Regions from separate parts of the Gossypium arboreum genome. Here region 1 is linked to region 2. A link is a contact called in public Hi-C data. All regions are on one chromosome and are shown on one strand. The core of a region is the stretch at or near the end of the contact, and the rest is flanking DNA. Distances in the headings are between cores, read along the strand shown. Region 1 holds the start of LOC108486492. Region 2 holds the start of LOC108484248 (protein OXIDATIVE STRESS 3 LIKE 6-like).

Region 1 (7,168 bases), core at 3,219-5,718, 220 kb after region 2:
TTTGAACCTTAGGAATAATGTAGGATACAATGGGACATGTCATTAGGAACTATGTGATTATGAGATCATGAGATTATGTGTATATGTGACTATGTGAATCTAGGTACTGGTCTTGTACGTTCTAACGATGGCTGGGTTGCCCAGCATGTGTTGCGGGTACCTGTCAGCTTGTATGAGCAGCCCGTGTAGTTACGTCCTGACTATCAGCTTGTGTGAATAAGCCCGTGATTAGCTCGAGAGCAAGCAATGTGTGATTTTGACATGAGGTAGCATGTGGCTACGTTTAAAGCACTATGTGCAAGTCTTTCATGTATCCGATAGTATTCCGAGTGTTCAATGGGTAAACCTGTGAGTTATTCGACTAGTCAATGATGAGGAAATATGACAATGTGTTATGAGCCGGTACAGGTATGTACGAAAAACTCATATGAATGAGCTCGGTATGTGATGAACTTTTGTTAAGATTGAAAATGCATAAGTTATGTTTTCAAATTTAAGCTATGCCTATGAATTTATGATAACACAAAAGTAAACTATGCTATGTCAATGGTATTTATATATATGATTATGTTGCTATTTATTTGCATGTTAACTTACTAAGCTTTATGCTTACTCCCCTCTCTTTTTCATTTTCTTATAGTATCACCAAGCTAGCTCAGGAATCGATGGACGTTGGAGGCTTGATTACACTATCAACTGGACATTGGGTATAGTTAGTCTCAACATTTTAAGTATGGCATGTATAGGGACTTGGTCTTTTTGTTATATGTCATATTGGTCTAGCCAAATATGATGGCTTATGGTAATATTTGATTCATTTTGTATATAGCCATGTAATATGGTTCATATTGATTATTTGGGTTGTAACCCTAATCAACTATGCATGCATGCAATATATTATGCTCGACGAGATTGCTTGTGGAAGAGATGTGTGATGAATGGCACATATGCTAAATGAATGAATCATGGTTAATAATTATTACCAAAACTATGGTATAATTGAGTAAATTGAAAATAGGTTTAGCATGATGAATGAATATGAAATTGGTGTGGAATGCCATATGAAAGCATGATGGTTTGGATAGGAGGTATTTTGACATTACAAAAGCATGGGTTAATCAGGTTTATGAGTATTTGAGTAACTAATCATACTATGTTGCATGCCATCAAAGAGGAATGAGTGAATGAGCATTTAAGGGTGTCAAATGGCTTGGAAAATAGCCTTAAAGTTGTCCACACAGCTTGTGTGTCTAAGCCGTGTGGACACACAATTTGCCAATGGGCGTGTGAGCTGGCCATGTGTCCCCTGCACTTTAATTAATGCAAAAAAGATTGCCCAGTAGTAAACACACGGTCAAAGACACGGGTGTGTGTCTCTACCGTGTGAAGGGCACTGCCTTAGGATATGGGCGTGTGCCCAAGCCGTGTGAAGTTTACACCTGATTTTGGAATTTAATTCGCCACACGGTCTGAGCATACAGACGTGTGACTTGGCCATGTGACCTTATTTTGGTTGATGACGTCATAGTCAGAGAGTTACACAGACTGAGGACACGGGCGTGTCCCAAGCCACACAGGCATGTGTGATCACATAGCCTACCCACACGGGCGTGTGACTCTCTAAAATAAGAAAAATTTTCTACGTGTCAAAAAGGTTCTAAAAGTTCTCGATGTAGTCCCAAACCGCTCCCTGTGTATGTTTTGGGCCTTGTAGGCCCTTTTAAGGGAAAAATTGCATGTGATTGAAAGGTTTCAAATTGGATGAAGTTTTATGGTTTAGATTTGTATGCTTGTTTACGTTTAATTCCGGTAATTCATCAAACCCTATCCTGGCGTCAGATACGGGTAAGGGGTGTTACATTTTCAAAGTAGTTCTTTAAATCTTTCTCAAGCTTTAAATCTTTCTCAAGCTTCATATAACGTTTCATCCTCTATTTTTCGAAAAGACATGATGTTATGTCTAAGCTTGACATTCATGTTTGGCAGATTATACCATAACAAAAACCTTTGGCAAAGATCATTCTATGATGCCACTGTCCTCGATGGCAAAACATTCAACCATGCTCTTGCTCGGTCTCTCAAGGAATATGGAAACAATTTAAGTCTCTGGGCATCTTCAGGAACACCCTGTTGTCTAAACGAGTCATAGAATTCTAGGAAAAGTCTTAAATGCAATCGTGGATTTGCAGTAGGCAACCCACTAAACTGTCCCAGTGTTTGGAACATCTGAAACATCATCGATTTCAACTCAAAATGCTGAGCTTGAATGTGTGGTTTAACTATCCCTAAATTCAAATCACCCAAAATTAGCACAACATGTTCACTAATTGGCCTGTCTCGGTCGTCTATCACGTGATGAATAGAAAGATCAACATCCTGACCATTTGGATTTAATGGATCATTCAGACCAGGATCATTCCTGTCCCTAGCCATGCTACACACTTATCTTCTCATTTTTCTCAAAGTTCTTTCGATCTCAGGGTCAAAAGGATATTCTTCATTAGTAGGAATGCCTCTACTCATGCACTGATAACAAACCTATAAAAATTAAATACAACTGAATGGAAATAAATAAAATAACCAAACCAAATTTCACTAAATTGCCAATCCCCAGCAACAACGCCAAAAACTTATTGCGTGTGAATATGCTAAGCGAATTGTACAAGTGTACAAGTCGAATCAAGTAATAAAGTGATAAGTGAGATCGACTCCACATGGATTAGATAGGTTTAATTTGGTAAGCTATTATGGTAAAGCGAGATTGATGCTAAGGCAAAAGCAGTAATAAAACTGTAATGACAAATTAGGAGAATAATGATGAATAAAATGTACGAAACAATCAAAGAAACAATTAAAGTTGTGAAAATAAAGATGCTAAGGCAAAGATTAAAAGATCTATGATGTTGATCCGTAAGGCTGGGATTTCTAAGATTCCACCAGTATTAACCAATAATGTTATTGAAAAAGTAAAAATAATCTCAAGATTTAATTTTTATAACGATAATAATTTAAATTATAGTCAATACGAATAAGACCAAAAATTTAATATTTAAAATAAACTTGAATGGTTTGATATTACAAATTATAATTTTAGCTTTACTCTTAAAAAGGAGTTAGAATATATTTAAAGATTAAAAAAGGAAAAAACACTATGTAAATTAAGTTATTAAAAAATGCATAAAGAAAAGTTGTATAACAAAATATGATTTCAATAATATGTTTAATATCTTTCTAAAGAAATATCTAATATATATTATATATGAAATTCAAATTTCAATAATTAAAATGAGTGTACAAATGAATGTGTAAAATTTAAATTTTACGAACTTGAAGCACATATTTATATTTTCCAATATTGGATATTAAAAGCTGTATATAAGGACTTAATATTAAGAAAAAGTGAAACGAACTAAGTATATTTAAATTTATATTTTTTTCGTAATCTATGACATATTAATTATAGCAAAATTATTGATATATATGATCTTTGTTATATGAATGGTTTAATATTACATTTGGTACCTAAACTTGACACTTTTCCTAATTTGGTATCTAATCTTTTTTTTGAGCCCAATCTGGTACCTGAACTTGACATTTTTTTCTGTACCTAAACTTTTTTTAGGTTCAATTTGGTACCTAAATTTATTAAATTTTATACAAATTACGCAAAACACTAACAGTGTTTTTTTTTTTGTTATGCTACAAAAATATTGTTAGTATTAGAGGAAATTTATGTTAAAAAATAGGTATTGAGTTATGCTTAACTAATTAATATTAAATAAGAAAAAATTTTAAAACCCCAAATTAAAAGAAATTTATTATTTTCAATTAATAAAATAATTAATTAAATAAGAAAACTAAAAGTAACTGAACATATATAATACAAAAGAAAATCATATCATCTATCACATTTCGGTCATACATTGATTATTTTTGCTACCTCATAAAAAAATAACACTGTTAGTGTATTGGAGTCATTTGTAAAACATTTGAAAAGTACCAAATCAAAAAAAAAAAAGATTAGATACCAAATTAGAAAAAATAGTCAAGTTTAGGTACCAAATTAGACCCCAAAAAAGTTTAAGTACCAACTTAAGAAAAAGTGTCAAGTTTAGGTACTAAATTGGACCAAAAATAGTTTAGGTACCAAATTAGAAAAAATGTCAAATTCAGGTACCAAATGTTATATTAAACCTATATGAATTGATATTCAATTTTGATATATTTTTAAAAGGAAATTAGATTGAAAAAATATTCAATTTAAACTTTAGTCAATAAAAACACATGGGAAATAATTAACATGGCAAATGACAATTTTTTAACTATGCCACATTAGAATGCTTTCATTAATTGTAACTTTTTCTTTTTTTTTAAATGAACCTGGGTTGTATTATTAAAAGAAAAAACCAAACAAAATTCAAAACATTAAAACGGCCCAATGACCATAAGTGGCCCGCCAGTCCTTTGCAGAAAATAAATAAAATAAGAAATGAGATGAAGAGACAACCCAGTATTAATGAGCTGGTGTTTTCTAGAAATCTCTCTAAAATATCTCATTCATCATTAACAGCTTCTGGAGAAGAACAAAAGACTGGTAGCAATTAAGTTTTCTTCTCTAAATCATAAACCTTTTGGTATTCTTCATCCCCATCCCCGATCTATCTCTGCTTCTGTGATTCCTTCATCAACTGTTTTGTGAGCAAGGTAAGCATTTCCTACCATTTTTAAGCCTTTTGATGCCAGATCGTGCTCTTTCTCATTTGCTTTTCGTCTTATATAATGAAACTTGCTCTCAGAAAATCTTACTCAGTTTTTGAATGTCTTGAATGTATGCACCTATTATCGATTTATCCCTGCTTTTGTTTTGGGCTTTTTTTATCACTGTCAAGGAGTCCCCTTCAATATCGACAAATTTTAATCCCAAATCCCTGCCTAGTATAACCGTCTGTAAACATGCAACGGCTTTGGCTACAAACCCTAAAGGTATATTCTCATGAGTTATGGTTTTTGTGGCTAAGATTTCCCCACTCCAATCTCTGACTATGAGTCCCAAACATGATCTTTGCATTTTGAGGTCAACTGTTGCGTCAAAATTGATTTTGCAGAAACCCTTCTCCAGAGGCCTCCATTTTGCAACTATTGGACTAAAGGCAAGCTTTTTTCGATTAATGTTGTTTAGATCTTGTAAGTACTTTAAAGTAAATTTTGTTGTTTCTGCACCTGATATTTTTTGACCTTTGTGAATCTATTTGTTCCTAGCAGACCAGATAACCCAGATGGTGCAAATAAAAGTTTGGCAGATATCAGTATTACTGTTTAATACAATCCAGGTAAACCATTCCATGAATTCCATAGTAGATGTATCCTCAGGCCAGACAAATTTTAAGTTATCCCATGTTTCCTTTAAGACAACACATTCGCGGAAGACGTGTTCTCTATTCTCCACTCCTTGCAGACACCTCGGGCAGACGGATTCATTAATAATTAACCTTTTAGTTCTTAGATTTGCTAATGTAGGAAGGTAGTTTAGAGTGGCTCTCCAAGCTATAATTATTAATTTTGAGGGGAGATCACTATTCCACTATTTTTTTGTAGCATTTCCTATTTTCATTCGGGTTGTTTCTATTGTTATTGATAGAATTACCATGTAATAATAATTTATACCCACTCCTTACATGTACTCGCCTGTTGATTCACCTCTCCAAGCCAGAAAAATCATCCTGTGGAGAGTAAGCTATCGGGATTTGGAGAATTCTCTAAGCATCTTCTTCAGAAAAGGTATCTTTAATTAGCTTTGTTTTTCATGATCTAGTGTTGCCATCAATCAGGTCTGCTACCTTCAATATATTTTGGCTTCTGACTAATTGTTGAATATGCAAATTTTTTCCATTTGGAGCCCATACATCTTCTTCAACTCTAATATTCCATCCATTGCCCACCCTCCAGCATAGTCCTGTTTGCAAAAGACCTTTTGCAGCCCATATACTTTTTCAAGTATATAAAGGTAAATTCCCTAGCTCTGAGTTTAGAAAATCAGAATTCGGGTAATATTTGGCTTTTAACGTTTGTGCTAGAAAAGATTTAGGATTTTCAATCAATCTCCATCCTAGCTTTGCGAGGATGGCCAAATCAAACTTTGCAAAATTACGATAATTAAGACCACCAAACTCCTTTGATTCGTATAAGTTATTCCATGAGCACCAATGTATCCCCCATTTCCCATAACCTTTTTTTCCACGAAAACTTGGATATTATTTGTTCCATAACTTCACATATTGACTTCGGTAATAAAAAGCATCCCATTGTATAGGTTGGAATTGCTTGTAACACAGCTTTAATAAAAATTTCTTTTCCCCTTGCGATAGTAATCGAGAACTCCAATAGTCAATTTTTACTTTAATACGGTCTTTAAGGTGTTGGAATGCTAGCCTTTTCCTCCTACCTACCATATTTGGAAAGCCCACATATTTCTCTAAATTGTTTTTCCATTTGACCCCTAGCCTATCTGAAATAGCTGAATGAATTATTTCAGTTGTATTTGAGTTAAAGAAAACTATCGACTTTCCATAATTGATGCATTGCCCCGAGCATACTTCATATTCCTTTAAAACCTTTTCAAAAGTTTCTGTACCTTTTTTAGTTGCTTCCCCAAATAAAACACAATCATCCGTAAAAAGGAGGTGAATAATCTGTGAGCTTCTTTTACTCGCCTTTACTCTTCTCAATATTCCTTCTTCACTAGCAAGTCTTAATAATGTAGACAGCCCCTCATTGCATATGAGAAAATAGAAAAGGGCTCAAAGGATCCCCTTGACTTAGGTCTCTTCCTGAATTAAAAACCTTCCATGGCCTCTCGTTCAAAACGATCGAGTACGAAACAATGCTGATGCATTTCATAATAAGCTGAATCCAAGACTCATCAAATCTTATTTTAGCCATCATTTGCTTCAAGAAATCCTACTCCACCCGATTATAGGCTTTGGTCAAATCAATCTTAAGAGCCGTAAGACTTTTTTTCCCAATCTTTTATTCCTCATAGAATGTAGAATTTCGTATGCAAGAAGGGCATTATCGGTAATTAATCTACCGGTACAAAGACACTTTAAGTCAGATCAATACAATAATTGAGTAATTTTTGGAACCTGTTTGTTATAGATTTTGAGATTAT
Region 2 (6,406 bases), core at 3,196-5,695:
AACTTAATCAAGTGTATATAAAAAAGCCACCACCTTTAAAATTAATCTTGAAAGCCTAAAATTAAACAATTAAGAAGTAGTATCTAGGAATGACAATTCGGATTGCAGATTTAAATAATACTCATATTTGGATTTTAAATTACTATCCACCGTGAATTTGGAACAGATGTGAATAGATATCTTACATATCCATTATCTCAATTTGTTTTGCTTATTTGAATAACGATATGAATTCAAAATCTTGATAAATTTAATTTCATATATGAAAAATTTAGTTGATTCAAGTTTAAATTTTTCTAAATTTAGATATTCAAAAAATATTAAATTTTTGGATTTAGATATTTAACGGACAATAATATTTAATTTGGATTAAGATCGTGATATTCAAATAACTTAGAAATAAAAAAAAAAAAAACAGATTTACGAATTGAGCTTCATATAATTTAAAAAATAAAAAAATATCGAACGGCTGTAATTCTTAAATCCAACATCTAAGACCAAAAAAGCATGAAGAATTAGGGTGTTAATTTACGATTGGGAAATGAAATAGTAAATAGAAGTCGTGCAAGCAATATGCATGCACCAATGTGATGGCATTGAGAGGCAAAGGGTTTTTTGTTTGAGCCAAAGGTTTTGTCATTTTAGAACATTTGTGAGTGCCCAAAACCCAAAAGGCATGTCTGAGCATGGCCATCCCCATCAGCATCTTGCACTAACACACATCCATGTTTTACACTCATTCTCTAACCCAGCCTAATTGTTATTTTGCCTTTAGGGAAAGCAAACAAAACCATCGTTTTTTGTTTTGTACTAAACATGCACGTTATTACATCTACGTCTATTTTTATTGTCCAAAAGCAGATCCATTTTCTTTCTTCATTCAGCATGGAATGGGAGATGGAGGCCACGTGCTTTTTTTCAATTATATTATTATTATGGTTCCAAAATTCAAATATCACAATCACAAAGTGGGTGCATCCTATCTTATCCTATCTTATCTACCTAAATACAACCCCACTTCATGTTTCCCCTTACAAATATAAAACCATTCCCTCCCCTCCAACTGCTATTATTTAAATAAGGTTTCAGCGGCTGAAAATGAAATTTTATGAAATTGTGATTTTATGATATAAAATATTATTTTTTAATAAGAGAATGATAAATTAAATTTTTTCTCCTGAGTTTTAGTATTCTTAATTGGATTTAAATTTTTTTCAGGAGAAAAAAGTTGAAAATCAGAAGAAAAAATTTGATTTGTCATTCTTCTATTAGAAAAAGATATGAATGACATAGAATCACAATTTTATACAATCCTTTCTCTTTCAGAGGTCTCATTTGAATTAAATGTAATTGGAGCACCTTAATTACACTTTTAATTATTTAAATACTAAAAATTTCTAAAGTTATGACCAAAAAGTTTTTATAAAAATAATTTACATATTATAAAAGTGTTATAATATATTTATTTATAAAAATTATGTTCAAGACTTATTTATGTGTTCATGTTATATATTATAAAAATACTATACTTACTAATAAAAAAAATGTTATAGCTTTTTTGATTATAACTTATTTATAAAAAAATAATTATCTAAAGTTATGGCAAAAATTATATTAATTTATAAGAAATATTATGAAAGTTTTAGACAATTTATAAATGTTATGTATTTTAAATTTTATATTATTTTTACTTAATTTACTGAAATTTAAAATTGATAAAACCTAGCATAAATCTTTCTTCAAATTAAATTTATATAATTTTTATAATTAAAACTACAAACTATTTGGATTATAAACTCAATATAATAAGGTGATGTTAATTATGCAAATAGAAAGGGTTTTCTTACACCATATCGTGCGATATGATACCATTTAAGAGAATGGTACCATACATAAACACCATATACAACTCGTGAACTTTTCAAGTTGAGATATTCAAGGCTTCAAAATGTGATTGAGAAGACATTTTTGTTCAAAAAAATATTTCACATGTTAACATCACCACCTTAGCATGTCATAAAAAATAAGGTTGAATCGTCCTAAAATGTTGCATATTTCATAATTTCAATTATACATAGAATTAAGATGATCTATACGAGATGTTGATAATCTTAATGATGTAGATTTTAATTTAAATGATGATGAATTCGGTTAATGAGCAACAAATGATTATAAAGAGCATATGTTAATTATTAAAGAGGAAATAACTTAACAAATATGGACTAGAACAATTTGATAAAATTTCATATTATGCTTATTTTTAAAAATTATATTATCAACTATTTTTAAAACTAACATAACACATATAATGATTTGATTTTAATTTATTTAGAAATTATTTTTATCATATTAATATTTTTTATAGTAATTAATAATAAATTACAAATCCTAGCATTTTTATCATTTGACTGGCTTTTATTAAAGCGGGTTATGATTACGGATATCAAAATCTAAAATAAAATAAAAACTTTAATTACTTTTAAAAGATAATTAAAATAATAATTAAATATTAAAAAGAAAGAAGCTTTCCGGCATCTTTCTTCCACCTAACCCGTCATCATTGGTAGTTGGCACGCATCTCTGAAAACACATTAACATTATTCATCTGATTTTATATTTATTTTAAAAAGTAATAATTTAAAGTAATTAATTAAAAGTTTCCAATCAAATCAATAAGTTTGATATAATTATTTTTACCATAAATATCATAAAAGTATTAAGCCAAAATAAAAATAAACAATAGGTGAGTGATGTTTGGAAAATTAAAATTCCTTCACTATATTCAACGGATACTATTCCTAGATAAAATAGATGATGGTGATGATAAAGGAAAAACATTGGTCTATTAATCCATTTACATCCTCCTCTCCTTTATTCAACACTGAAATATCAACGCAGTCCCCCCCATTCATTCATCACCATAATAACATGACAAAACAAAAATCATCCTCCATCCCACCATCATCCATATAACTACAAACTAATTCTCTATCCCCCAAAAAACAATAATAAAATCAGTGAAAATATTTTATTTATATAAAAAAAAGTTTAAAAGTTTTACATATATACTTCGATGGTAAAAATTTTTTGCTAGTAATCTAAATCCTAATGCATTTTTCATGGTGAAAAAGAAAACAAAAACTGGGTTATTGATGATCTACTTGTACGTGGAGATCCGTAAGAGAAAGACAACTTTGAGACTTGAAACTAGCCCTCAGATTGCTTTGCTGCAACTTAGGTTTCGTTGATGTTATTTTATCATACTCCGACGAGGAGGAGGACGATGAAGGCGGCGATGATGATGGTGTTTGTTTATTGTAGCTGTTGTTGTCTGTATCTTCATCGTCTTCAACCAAAGCAAGAAGAGGCATGGAATTGGGGCTTTGCCATGAATAGAAAGATGATTTCCTGGACCTCGTTGACCATTTATTTGCAAGCAGTAATCTCCTCCTCTTGTTGAAGGGGCTCTCCACTTTTTGCAGCTCTTTCACTGAGTTTATGTCAGATAGATTTGCGAATGATTTTGATTTTCCCACGTAGTGATTCGATAATCCTCTCCTAAAACCAAAAAAAAAAAAAAAGATCAGTTGAAAATCAGACCAGAGAAAATTACAAAAAAAAAAAGAAGAAAAAAATCGATACTAACTTGATGGGAAGAGAGTCCTCTAAGGAGTCGAAAGACAACCCTTTACTTTCCCCGGATGAAACGACACCGTCGTCTTCTTCTTCAACGTCGCTGTCTCCGGGGGAGCCGATCGAGGAGGAACTATCGGAGGATAGATCCGGAGACCTGGGATCCGAGCCGGGACAAGCTTCATCGTCCTTGATAAACAAGCAAGGAGAGGAAATCGTATCCTTAGAACGGTCTCTAGTGTAGGCCGCTGCCGATGCGGCAACGTCGATGGCGAAGGTAGGTCCCATCAGCACTTCCATCTATAGAGGTTTAAAGAAGGGAAAGATAAAAACAAGGAATGAAGGGGTGGCGTAGATTAAGGATTTATAAGCACAGAAATATGGATAACAAAGGAAAGATTTGGGACCAGAGCAACAACAATAGGGCTAAGCTAATCCATGTCTATTTCATTTACTCCTTAAAAATATAAAGAAATAGAGAGAGAAGGAAAAATGGGCAGAACAGATAAGAAGATGGCTATGGATTGTAGATGACTTTTAATATACTCCCCAGTTTTCATTATCATCAACTCCATCCATTATTTATATTTAAAAAAATAATTAAATTTCAAATTATACATTTAATTTCAGTTTTCTATATTTTTATCTAAACTCGAAAATTTAATTTTACCTATTCGAATCCTAATTCAATTTATTTTGATCTGGTTATGAAAAGGTAAATAAATTCTAACTCTTCGTGTCCGAACAAAAATTGACTTGCATCAAAGTAATTTAAATCCTATACAACCTTAATTTAAAACAACTCATATTTGAAGTGGCGAAAAAAGATGTTAAAATGATATGAATTTATAATCACATTAAAAAAAGTAAATTATAAAAATAGTTATTTTTGTTTGTTTCAGGTTACATTTTAGTCATTTATGTTTGAAATGTTACATTTTAATCACTTATGTTATTATTTTGTTACGAAGTAATCACTCTTCCGTTAAGTTCCGCTATCTCCCTAACGGTAATCCTTCGTGGCAGTCCAACTAGATTTTAAGTGTCAACTTGGATTTTCTAATTAGATGATAATAGATTTTTTATTAAATAAATTTAATTAATTAAAAATTTTAAACCCTAGATCTTAGTTAAATAATCGTTCATCTCCCCCTTTTTTTAGTTTTCTTTTTCAATTGACTAAAAAAGCTATCATCATCAAATTTTTTTTATTCACATACGAAAACAAAAGAGGATTCAATGGAGTGTCCAGGTATGTCTTCTTCACCGACAAATTTATGTTCTAAAACTTAAAATGAAGTGGTTGTCGACAAATAAGAAGATGATAATCATTTTTGTTCCTAATCATTATATTTTCCAATTCTTCACGTTCTTGAATAATTAGTTTCTCAATTCGATTTTTTCTGATCTAAATCGACTTGTTTGTTCACAATCCCTTTGTGGGTATCCCTTTTTTTTATCTAAAATTCTTTTAGTTGTTAATATTCATATCAAGAATTTTAATTTAGGGTTTCTATTAAACAATAAAAAATCTAATCTTTTGTTTTTAAGTATTGAATAAAAGAGATAGAGGAATGCAAAGAAGATATACCTGAACCTTCCATTGAATCCATCTTTGTGAAGCAGTCAATTTGATTTCAATTAAATTGATCTTAATAATAATTTTAACAATCAAATGAAAAAAAACCATTGAAAAAAAGAAGAGACTGAAGAAAATATAAAAAGAGGAGATAAACAGATTTTTTAGTTAAAGTTTAGGTTTAAAAATTTTAATTAACTAAATTTTTTAATTAAAAATCTATTTTCATCCCATTTAGAAATTCAAGTTGGCATCTAAAATCTAGTTGGACTGCTACGTAGGATTACCGTTAGAGAGATAACGGAATTTAACGATAGAGTGATCACCTCGTAACAAAATAGTAACATAAGTGACTAAAACGTAACATTTCAAACATAAGTAACTAAAATGTAATCTGAGATAAACAAATGTAACTATTTCAGTAGATTACCCTTAAAAAAATTAATTATCAAAATCATATTATCTCAAACCCAAAATAAACTAACACCAAAAATGAGTTAGACTCGAAAAAAGTCAAAAATTTCAAACCAAAATTCATTCAATCCAACTTAAAATTAACTTGATATATATATATATTTTGAAATGTCTATTATTTACAAATTGAGTACATGTATATGCAGATGATGAAATTAGAGAACTATGCATCAAAATTATTGATGATTAAATTTAAATTAAAATACTCAAAACCGAGCCTCCTCGATAATTAACACTAATTTTTAAATCATTAGAAAAGATAATACTTTTAAAAATACTTATGAAATTATTTATTTTTCAAACAATGATATTATTTAATTTTCAAGGAAGACAGAATATAAAATAGAAAAGATGATGGGCATAAGAAATTTATTAATGTCACTAAACATTCATTAATATTGTTCTTAAAAATCATACGTAATATTCAAACCCAAAAGGAATTGAATTTAATATAATATCCGATGGGACAAAAATAGGTGGCAACCACAAATATGAGAAATATCCCAAAACACGTTTTTATCTAATTTCTTTTCTTCCCTAATTTCTTATTTACAATTTTTACACACATCTATTCCTACTTTTAGATTAAAAAAAAACTATCATATTATTATATATTTTTAATATAACTACTAAATGAGTATTATTTTATTTTAAAGTAATTTATTTTGACTCTTTAAATTTATAAAAATTATTTTAGCTCTTAAACTTGTATTTTATCAA

The links. Hi-C and Micro-C count contacts between places; a contact is called where the count stands out from the background.
Region 1: a Hi-C map of leaf shows a contact between it and region 2, with 1.7 times the contacts expected there. The contact joins the promoter of LOC108486492 here to the promoter of LOC108484248 in region 2. A contact is called at or near these places in 2 of 5 Hi-C or Micro-C datasets (both in leaf).

The regions. Positions count from the first base shown.
Region 1 is chr6:92,796,332-92,803,499 of ASM2569848v2, forward strand. LOC108486492 reads left to right here and starts at 4,469. Exons shown (of 3, transcript XM_017790570.2): 1 at 4,469-4,983; 2 at 5,106-5,150; 3 at 5,263-5,864. The coding sequence starts at 4,827. The coding sequence ends at 5,525. It overlaps LOC108485046, which reads right to left and starts at 2,433. Exons shown (of 1, transcript XM_017788906.1): 1 at 2,023-2,433. The coding sequence starts at 2,433. The coding sequence ends at 2,023.
Region 2 is chr6:92,575,259-92,581,664 of ASM2569848v2, forward strand. LOC108484248 (protein OXIDATIVE STRESS 3 LIKE 6-like) reads right to left here and starts at 4,446. Exons shown (of 2, transcript XM_017787966.2): 1 at 3,647-4,446; 2 at 2,754-3,558. The coding sequence starts at 3,933. The coding sequence ends at 3,147.